Regions from separate parts of the Mus musculus genome. Here region 1 is linked to region 2. A link is a contact called in public HiChIP or PLAC-seq data. All regions are on one chromosome and are shown on one strand. The core of a region is the stretch at or near the end of the contact, and the rest is flanking DNA. Distances in the headings are between cores, read along the strand shown.

Region 1 (5,415 bases), core at 587-3,086, 450 kb after region 2:
AGATCATATACATTTATACATGCACACTCTCACGCACATGCATGCAGACAGTCATATTCATACTCTCATACATACATTGTTACATACATATACATTCACACTGACACACACAGACATACTTTCAAACACACATACATTCTCTCACACACATACAGACACACACACTCTCACTCATGCTCATTCACACAGAGTCATACAGTCTCACACATACTCACACTTATACACACTCACACATATACATTCACATGTATACACACATAACTGTAATCTTAAACATTAAAAGACAATCACATTGGCTCTACTGCATATCTTTGCCCACTGTCACAAACAAGGAAACAGAGACTTGCAGGTAAGATGAGTTGCCCAAGTTCATTCTCAAGTGGTTGGAACGGAAACTTTTGGGTTCTTCTGTAACACACACACCCTTCCAGCAGGCAACAACTGCCAGCTACTCTCTGGCAGTTTCCCTCAGTTCAAAGCATCCTACCTGGAGATACTCCAGAAAGCCCTAAATCCTGTGGGAGGAAGTATCTGACCTCTCTGCACAGAGGACTCCTGTTTGAGCATCTCCTTCAGTCCAGATAGACACCAGCCTTGGGCTTCCTCCCACCTCCACCCATGGAACCCCTGCACACAGAGGGACGATTGCCCTGTGTATCCTGCAGACTCAGGACAGCATCATGCTAGAGGAATGTGTAACCTCAGAGAAACTCTGCCCCTCGGAGCATTAAAGTGGAATGCGAAAATGTGTTTGCGTACGGGTCTGCCAGTAGATGACAGCCTGCAGGAAACCTTTCTGATAAGGCTGCACCCAGCAGAACAGACTTCGTCCCTTGGAAGAAAACAGAGTGGTAGGCTGCACCCCACCCATGCTACTAGAGCCTTCCCTGAATCCTGAACCAGGAGCTGGGGGGTGAGGAAGGACCTGCTCTCCCAGTGTGCTGCCACTGTAAGGAAGGGCAGAGCTGCCACCAGCTCATCCCACAGCCAGGTCGTCTGAGTTTCCACCCTGCTCTGACTGCCTGGTCTACTGCCCATCTGACCTGGGTCAGCCATTTGCAGAGGTCTTGTGGTACCCTTCAGGTTGTCTTCCTGACAACATCTCAAGGTAAACACGACAGCAGCAACAGCTGGAAAACATCAGGCAGCAACCTCTGCACACGGAAAACCTCAGAGGAATTTCTCCCTACATTAAGTGACAGGCAGGCCCCTGAGGTGACCTTGGACCTTGCTAAGGGGTCCCTAGGGTCTGCATGAGGCACCTCTGAGGGCACAACACAGGATTAGCCAAGTCCCATAAGCCCCAGCTAAAATGGGGTTCCCACTAACATAACATAACATAACATAACATAACATAACATAACACCAGTCGAAAGGGACTCCAGAGGTTGGGGAGCCACTCCAATTCCCAGGAGCCCAATCACACAGGGCACTGCAGAGAAAGAAACAAATAATCCTACCCACTAACTTTTATTAACTTTCAGGGCTGTGGCTTAGTGACAGAGCTCTTGCTGGCTTGAAGGCCCAGTTTTTCCCAAGCACCATACCAAAAGCAGGCAAGGCCTTCACCTCATGCATATTTCAGAACTCCCCAAGTGTTCCATTTGCTACCTCAGGGAGCCCACCCACCTCCTTAGAATCCCGAGCCTCTGTGCACTGGGGAAGTAGAGCTGAGCTAAAGTAGTGCTGTGTCCCCAAGCGCCTGGTCTGTGCTTACAAGGGCGGAGCACTTGTAACACCAACTGCTGACTGAGACAGTTAGCTCATGTCCCCAGTGTAGGGCAGATACACCAATGAAACAGACAGGGGTCAGTCAAGGCAGAGAGCACACGCTGACTCAGGCCAGTCACAGCCTGGCTCCTCTCCCAGGCTCTCCCAGTTGGGACCGTGTCAGCACCCTGTATGTGTGGTGGAGCCCTGTCTACAGCTGTGGCTGACATTTGTTTCAATGATAGAACCTGCATATACACACCGTCAGAACCCCAGCTCACAGTCCACACTGCGGTTCATGCTTGCATGCACTGTGCATTTAAGGTTGGGATAAATGCATAGTGGCCTGTAGCCACCACTGCGGGGTCTTATGAGCAGTTTCGCTACCCTAAAAGTCCCTGACGACTTATCCTTCTTTATCCTCCTCCCCAGGGGCCTCTGGTCTTTATTTTCTCCCTAATTTCTCCAGAATGTCGAAGAGCTGAAACCACACGGGTCTTCTCAGTCTGGCTTCTCTCGATATGAGGGGTATTTCTAGTTCCTCCTGGCTTTTTATGACTTGACAGATACAATAGGCAGGCAGCCTACCACTGACCTACACCCCAACTTTGTTTGTTTGCTTGCTTGCTTGTTTTTTTCAAGACAGGGTTTCTCTTTGTAGCCCTGGCCATCCTGGAACTTACATTGTAAACCAGGCTAGCCTTGAACTCAGAGCTTTGCGTTGCCTCTGCTTCCTGAGTACTGGGATCAAAGGTGTGCATCACTGTGGCCCTGCAAGAGCATTTCTTTTTAAGGCATTGTCTAAAACATCGTTACGAAATACAACATGTCCTATTGCAAGAATTCAATGAAATGAAATCATTGATTGGATTAATAGTGTGTCACTCAAACAAAAGTACTGTATCTGCCCAAGTCTGTGTGATCTAATCTCCTATTTTAAGAAGAAAACTTTATCCTCTGGTCTAAGCAGCTGACAATTCTTCAGTCTTCTCAGAACTAAACTGGACTGTGTAATCCTGGGTTCAAGATGAACTACCTGAGAGCCACACACCCAAGGGTAACCCAGAGCTGTTCAATCCAAGGTGCCCACGAGTCACACAAACTACTTATATTTACATTAAAATAAAATCAAATATTTAATTCCAACAGCCACATTTCAAGTACATCAGAGTATAAATGTTACCACAGAAAATCCTACCAGACAGAGTTTGCTGAAGAGAATAAACGAGACGGTACAGGAAGCTGCAGGGGTAGACCTTGATGTTTGACCTCTATTAAACCACGCTTTCTGAGCCCAGCAGAGGGGACAGACAGCTTGTACAAAGACACCAAATGAAGCTCAAAAACAAATCTTTGCCAAGAGGACCGTCAGCGCGGTGCACCAACAACCAAGGCTCCTAAGCCTGCATTTGACATTCACCTATATTCTAGCGACTAAAACCTGGCACAGATCCAAAGCCCAGCACACACACACACACACACACACACACACACACACACCACCACCACCACCACCACCACCACCACCACCACCACCACCACCACCATGGGGACACAACTTCAGCCTGGGACTTTTCCAGAGTACACACTTTCTAGTAAGTTCTTTCCTTCTGCTCACTGGCCTGCCACAGCCTGAAGCCAACTTTTCTGGCTCAATTTGGCACATGCAGTTCCGGTGGCTCTCAACCTAGGAGGATGAAGAGAGGACCATACAGAATGACTCATCCCGGAGGATCCCAGGAGAGAAATCAGTGTGCTGCCAAGTCACATCTTCCCCTTAGAGCTCAACAAGTCACATCTTCCCCTTAGAGCTCAACTCAACTCTGACTTACTACGTAACTGAGAGTGACTGTCCACCCTCCATTCAAATCCCCAGGATTGGGACCGCAAGCATATACCACCACGCCTAATCGTAAGGAGTACTGGGGCGTTGAACTCAGGTCCTTGTGCGTGCTAAGCCAGCACTGCCGACTGATCCAGGTCCCAGCCTGTGACTTACTTTTCAGAATAAAATGGCAGTAAAATACATACAATATAACATTTAGCACCTTAGCATTTACTTATATATCTATATATTTATTAGTTCGGATTCAAACCCAGAACACTGTATATCCTAGTAAATGTCCCACCTCTGACCCCACCCAGCCCATCGTGACCATTATCATAGGATCAGGTCTGTAGGTCTGTGGGTGACGTTAATCTCCCTAACTTCCCAAATGAAAACCCTATAGTCACCGAACACGTACTCCCTGACACGTCTAACCTCTGTGGTTCATCACTTCCTCTGAGAATTCAATGGCTCCCGGTGCCTCGTGAACACACCATTAAAGCACTTGTCTTTTCATCTAGCCCTTTTCACACCCTAGCGGGTCTTGCATGTTGCAGGGCGTGTCTGAATTTCCTTCCCGTTTTACAAGCAATTCACTTCAACAAACTTGGTCTCCTTGAGAAACTGACAAGACGGTAGACTAATTTTTTAGGAACCACAGACATGCTTTTCCTATTTTTTGTGGGATTTTTTTTTTTTTTTTTGTCAGTGAATGACTAAATAAATGTACTTTTTCTGTTTATTGACCCTCTGCCAAAAACAAATGCAGTCAGGCAGTGAGGGCCATGGAGTTGAAAGTGATTTCAACACTGAAATGTTGGAATTTTTTTTTCTTTTTGGTTTTTCAAGACAGGGTTTCTCTGTGTAGCCCCAGCTGTCCTGGAACTCACTCTGTAGAGCAGGCTGGCCTCGAACTCAGAAATCCTCCTGCCTCTGCCTCCCAAGTGCTGGGATTAAAGGCGTGCACCACCACTGCCCGGCAAAATGCTGGAATTTTAAAATACTTCCCACTTGAATCTCGTGTCTGACTGAAAGTCAAAATGGTCATTTTACACATGGCCATCTCTAAACGTGGTCTATGCAACGTCAGGAGATGGACTCCGGTCCCTAGATCCCTCTTATGGCTCCATTCCAAGCCAAGGTCCTCCTTACAGCTTAAAACACAAACTCAGAGTCCACCTTCCCATCCTTTTCTGCTGCATCACACAGTTTTAATTGGATCACCACATGGAGAATCTGGCCTGGAGACAAAGAAGTGTGAAACATGTAGCTCGGCTCTTTAGGAAAATTCCCCTAAACTTTAAAAAGCCAGAATGCTTAGGCCATGACTTTTTTTTTTTTTTTAATCTGAAATGACTATATGAATCTAAACGTCAGGTTAATGAGTCTTGATTAAAGTTGTTACAAGGTAACAGATCCTAGATCAAAGCAATGCGTTCAGAATGAAAACACCCTTCCAGAAAGGGCGTTCTGGTTCTTGGAATGGGGAGACAGTTGTTGGGGGAGAGCCTGATTATAAGTTGATGGCTTTGTTATTTCCTCTTGAGTTAATTTCCTTACACACTTAGGGGCAAGTTAGGTTTCAAAACCCACTCAGTCTTTTGCCTTGATCATACAGAGTAATGAGTAGGTTTCCCCACACAATTTATAATTATCCTGGAGAAAAAAAAAAAAAGAAGTCTTCATTCCTAAAGAAAGGATTAAAGAAAACTCAGTGTCAAGCCCTCCCCAACTCAGCTACAGCAGATAATGGAGCTGTTATTCTTGGGTTAGCTCATGCATGGGACCTGCCTTCTGAGCAACTCAGTCGAGGTTATCTGGTGCTGGCCGCATCCAGCCCATCAACCATAGATTAAGGCTGTGTTCCAAGGAGGCCG
Region 2 (5,422 bases), core at 33-2,532:
ATACCAAATCTTACATAAAGAAATTAAGCTTTTCAAAGATTCTGAATAATATTCCTTAGAAGGCTCTACGTAGCTCCAAGGAAAAGGTTTGCCTCGAACTGACCAGGTCCTGAGTTCAAGCCCTAGTACCATATAAAAAGGACAAAAAGCTTGCTACACAAATAGTTCTTCCTCCTACCTCCACACCCGCGCTATCACAACATAAGCCATCAGTAAATCAGAGCCAGGGAGACAGAAGGTGCCAACCAGTGACCTGAGTTCAACCTCCTAAAGAAGATGAAGGAGATACCTGGCAGTTCCCAGTGTACTCCTCCAGACACTTGCCTACATGTGCACCCTCAGCACACACAAAATACGTGTCAAGTTTTTAAAAATCATTCTTGAATCCCAAATGGGATTAAGATCCCAGAACCAAGAAAATCCAAAGGCAAGCAGGAACTAAAATTTGAGAATAGAAAGGACTACTAGCGGGATGTGGAGACGGAAGACAGCAGGGAGAATGTGGACCTTGAGGCCAGCTAGGTCTGTAAAGTGAAACTTTGTCTCAAAACACAGATAAGATAGATAGATAGATAGATAGATAGATAGATAGATAGATAGATAGATAGATAGGATAGATGCATATATTCATACATATATACATACATACATGGAGTGAAACTTGTCTCAAAACACAGATAAGTAGGTAGGTAGATAAGATAAATAGAAAAGATAGATGCATACATTCATTTATACATACATACATACACACACACACACACACACACACACACACACACACACGGAGAGAAACTTAGTCTCAAACCAGATAGATAGATAGATAGATAGATATAGATAGATAGTCAGACAGACTGGTTGACTCTGTTGGTTAGTTTTGTAGTTTCTGTATCAAAATTTCAAACCACTGCCTTCCTGGTATAGAGTTCCCTCAAACTGGGGCTTTTCACATCACCTTCCGCCAGCAAGCATTACATGATATGCCCATCTCCACTTCTCCGCAAAGGAGCTCGAGTCAGGTCCTCCTCTGGACGAAGAAATCTGAGTTAGCAGTTGGCCCAGCCCTCTGCAAATGGCACACGGGGCTGGCAGTGGCTGCACCTTGCGGACCGAGGACAATAGTCCGGTGCGAAGCTTGGCGTTTGTGTGCGGACCCAGGGGGCGGGGTGGGGGTGGGAGCCTCAGAAACAGGAAGGCCGAGATTACAGTCGGTTTTACAGCTCTTTTGAAGTCGCCGGGAGCCAGCTCGGGAAGCCTGCAGGCTGTGAGCACGTTGATCAAAGGTCCCTTTGCGGGCTCAAATTAACAGGGAGCTGGCGAGCCCGCGCAGCACCTGCCTGGGAAGAGCAGCGCCACAGCAAACCGGCTCATCTTGCCGGGAGGTGAGCCTCTCAAAAAGCTTGCCCAGGCAAAGTACTTAGGTTCTGTCTGGGTCGGAGGGGAAAGGCGTGGTCTGTTTTCTTTGCGTAGAGATATTTATTTTTAACGTTGATCTTTACGCCACTAGAGCCCTCCCCCCTCCGCTCTAATCCACAAGCAACCCCTTTTCAAAAATGGATGGATGAGTTGAGATTGGGAGAGGAATGAATGGTTTTATCATAAAATTGCGCCGGCCCCTTTACGCAGCGTTGTCCCTTTCATCCCTATTAAAAGCCATAGTATTGATAGGGTTTTTTGTTTTGTTTTGTTTTTTAAAGAGTAGCCCTAAAGGGTCAGAATAAAAACAAACACACTGGAAAACAAAGCCCGTGGGCTCAGAGAGCTGATGCCTAGAAAAGAAAGTGAAAAGTTATGTATAGTTGGGTGTTAATACACCGAGAAGCTGCGGAGAGCGCACAGGAGTTCATTGTGTCAGACTCTTTGTAGTTAATGAGACTTAGGAAATCCCCGAGGACTCGGCAGTGCCTCGAGTCTTCCTAAGGAGCAGATGTGGTCAAAAGGAAAATGGAGAAGGGGTAACTTGGTAGACAACAGAGGATAGAGGTATTTAGAAAATAAAATTATAAACGATCATTTGCCAAGGCAACTCCAAAATCCTTTAGAGTATAGGGTGGTTTTGTTCATTTGTTTTTTGGGGTTATCTCTTTGCAAGTCATTTGATTTCAAATGCAGTGCTCGCACAGCATGCAGAATCTGCTGGGGATTGAGGGCTGCATTACAGCCCATAGCCTCAGACAGGCTGAACTCACCAGCCAGCCAGCTTCCTCCCCCTGTACAGCAGTAACAACACCTCTCACTAGGGTTGTGAAGTCTAAACGACTGTACATAAGGTGCCCAATAAATAAGATAATGTGATAAGTGGCAATATAAGGTGTGCAATAGATAGACTATTACTTTTAAGTCAATCTGACTTTGTGTTTCTATGTTTACACATGTAGTATTTGGAAATGAACCTTGGACTTTAAGAACGCTTGGAGTCATTGAACCACACCCAACTCCTATTCTGACATTTCACTGCTATCCAGGATTTACAGAAAATGTTAGAAAAACTCTGCAGCAATGTTATTTTGAAATTTATAAAGCCTTTACAAAAATGTGAAGAAAGATGTATATATTTGTGGCATCTTGATCTCTACTATAAATTGCGAAATGATTGGATTGAGCTTAAGGTATTAAAGCTTTTAATTAGAAAATTTTAAATAAATGATGTTCTGGATATGTCATGCATGTAACTTTGGAGAAAAATGTCAACTACGTGTAACACCCCCTGACTTGCCATTATACCTATTATGGATTCAAAGGAATTTAATACACCTGTCTAGTTTAGTCTGGTCTATCTTTTTTTTCCCGCTCTTTGGTGGTGTTTTGTGTTTAGTGGGGATGGAAGCCCAGGCCTTGCCCCTCCAACTGAGCTACATTCCTGGATTCCTGGGATCTTGTTTTGGTTTTTCTTTTTCTTTCTTTTTTTTTTTTTTTTGAGACAGGGCCGTTACCTCTGCTATCGTGGGTTGAATGTATCTAAAACCATATCAACTCTATACCGTGATGCCAGGGTACGCCTTGTTTACCTTCATGGTCTTGCGACTAAGTCAGAGCTATGGGCTCACCGTGGCTGCCCAGCATGACAGCATCACCACCAGCCTGGGACACCATCGGGCTCAGAACATGATTTTATAGAATATATGCTCTCAGCTTATAGGTGGGTCAAAAGCAGTAAACGAGCCATCTTGCATCAGCAACCTTCTTGAAAGTGGTCTCTCTTGATGTGTGGATCCCCACACCCGATTGGATGCCTGAGGTCACTCAATCTTATCACATCTGCTTTTTCCAAAGTTTGAATGCATCAGCTCTGCCCTTTGTCCTAACTGGGTGCTAGAAGTTGAATGGCCAGGATTAGCCCCAACTTCTGTCTCCTCACAATCTCACAGGGAGATTTGATCTTCCCTTAGGCCTGACCAACCACAGGATGGGAATTTTTCTAACCTTGCTGAGAACTTTCACTTACAGGAAAAGCTTCAGAACAACTCTCTGGCATGTGCTAATTCCTATCATGGCTCACTACACTCCCATTACGAACCCTAGCACTGGGTGCCCGTCAGCCCAGTCAGCCCAGTCGGGAATTACTATAGCTACCAAGTGACTGCCAAGGCAGGCAGCCTGTCCCCTGTATACAACAAAGGGGTGAGTCACGGAGTAAGGTTGCATGAGATTTCATCACGCTGCTCAAAACGGAATGGAATTTAAGGCAGGAGGTTTATTTCTTGGATTTTCCATTTGATAGTCTCAGTCCTGTTTGACCACGAGTGGCTGAAACCTTAAGAGAGGTGGATAAAGGGAAACTGTGGCACATATCAGCTTTTCGAAGAATCATTCAAATACATTTCAAACTGAAATTCATGAGGGATAAAATATTATTAGGTAACAAGAGACAAACAGAACCAGAATGGCAACTAGCTTTGTTTAATTTCAACTTCTAATTTCACATTAAAATTTATATGGGGAGAATTTATAGCTTTAGGATATATATATATATATATATATATATTCAAATCTATTTACAGATATTGTCCCAATATAAATTTGAATAATTTGTTTTCCTTTTTAGATAAAATGTGAATGATCTTATCAAAACGAACATATTCAAGATTTATTTTATTTGAAAGATACTAGTGAGCCACTGAGATGGCGCAGTGAGTAAAGGCTCTCCTTACCAAGCTTAATGACCAGGTTCCATTAGAGAGAGAGAACTGATTCCCCAAGTTGTCCTCTGATGGCCAGGCATGGAGGGAGGCCCTCACAGGCACACACATCACACACTATATATGTGGGGATGCCCACAAAGGTGCACACACATCACACACATACCATATATGTGGGACGGCCCACAGGCGCGCACACACACACACACACACACACACACACACACACACACACATCACACACATACCATACATGTGGGACGGCCCACAGGCACACACACACACACACACACACACACATCACACACATACCATACATGTGGGACGGCCCACAGGCACACACACACACACACACACACACACATCACACACATACCATACATGTGGGACGGCCCACAGGCACACACACACACACATCACACACATACCATACATGTGGGACGGCCCACAGGCACACACACACACACACACACACACACACACACACACGCACATCACACACAAAAGAGAAAGTGAAATGGAGCCTTCTGGTTTTCCTCTGAAGCAGAGTCTCACGCTTGTCCCTCTCCTTAGGGTAACGGTTATCTTCTGTAATCTCTGCCTGGCTTTGTTGTACTTATCTGCCTGCATGTGCGCACAATTTGCTAAATGTCTGCCTCCAACAGCCTCCTAGAGCCAGGTAAATTTCCATGAGGTCTGAGCCATGTGAAGTCACCCACAAGCTGCCCCGAGGGTGGCACTGGCTACTGGTGTCGGTAAAACACTTCATTCAGAAATCCTGTTTCCTTGACATTTGTTAAATCTCTGTAAAACTTGCTATCCTTTTTTTTTTTTTTTAAGATTTATTTAGTTTATGAACGTGAGTACACTGTTGCTGTCTTCAGACACACCAGAAGAGGGCATCAGATCTCATTACAGATGGTTGTGGGCTACCATGTGGTTGCTAGGATTTGAACTCAGGACCTCTGGAAGAATAGTCAGTGCTCTTACCCACTGAGCCATCTCTCCAGCCCCAAAACTTGATATTCTTACTCAACGGTTTACCACGCTTCCCTTGTTTGCCTGCTGTGCTACTGCAACCGTGGGCCCTAAGCTACCACTTTTCCTTCGTCTGCAAAGCAGTTGTTGGACATTTTCTCTTTTCAACCTCTGAATCATAAAACCCAGCCCACAGGGCAATCTGTTTTTAATTACAGGTCATGATTTTGAGGTCAAGACTCGGCATATTCTCCTGTTAATGAGCTTAGTGAGATCTAAACCTCTGACCTTTACACATTATCTTTTGC

What was found. HiChIP or PLAC-seq counts read pairs in DNA pulled down with a chosen protein or histone mark.
Region 1: a FOXA1 HiChIP or PLAC-seq map of pancreatic cancer cells shows a contact between it and region 2. The contact joins two enhancer-like sites. A contact is called at or near these places in 2 of 115 datasets of contacts at active chromatin or transcription factors (bone marrow-derived macrophages and pancreatic cancer cells).

The regions. Positions count from the first base shown.
Region 1 is chr17:71,284,330-71,289,744 of GRCm38.p6, forward strand. The region is part of intron 2 of Emilin2 (elastin microfibril interfacer 2); the gene reads right to left. Among named protein-coding and RNA genes, the nearest start is that of Emilin2, 24 kb to the right of the region's middle. Within about 2 kb of position 1,837, at least 114 of the 459 cell types and tissues checked have an H3K27ac peak or open chromatin away from gene starts, as enhancers often do. A contact at or near this core is called in bone marrow-derived macrophages and pancreatic cancer cells, where this site is marked.
Region 2 is chr17:70,833,424-70,838,845 of GRCm38.p6, forward strand. Gm41610 (a long non-coding RNA gene) reads right to left here. Exons shown (of 3, transcript XR_876931.2): 3 at 4,965-5,422. Among named protein-coding and RNA genes, the nearest start is that of Gm41610, 5.1 kb to the right of the region's middle. Within about 2 kb of position 1,283, at least 129 of the 459 cell types and tissues checked have an H3K27ac peak or open chromatin away from gene starts, as enhancers often do. A contact at or near this core is called in bone marrow-derived macrophages and pancreatic cancer cells, where this site is marked.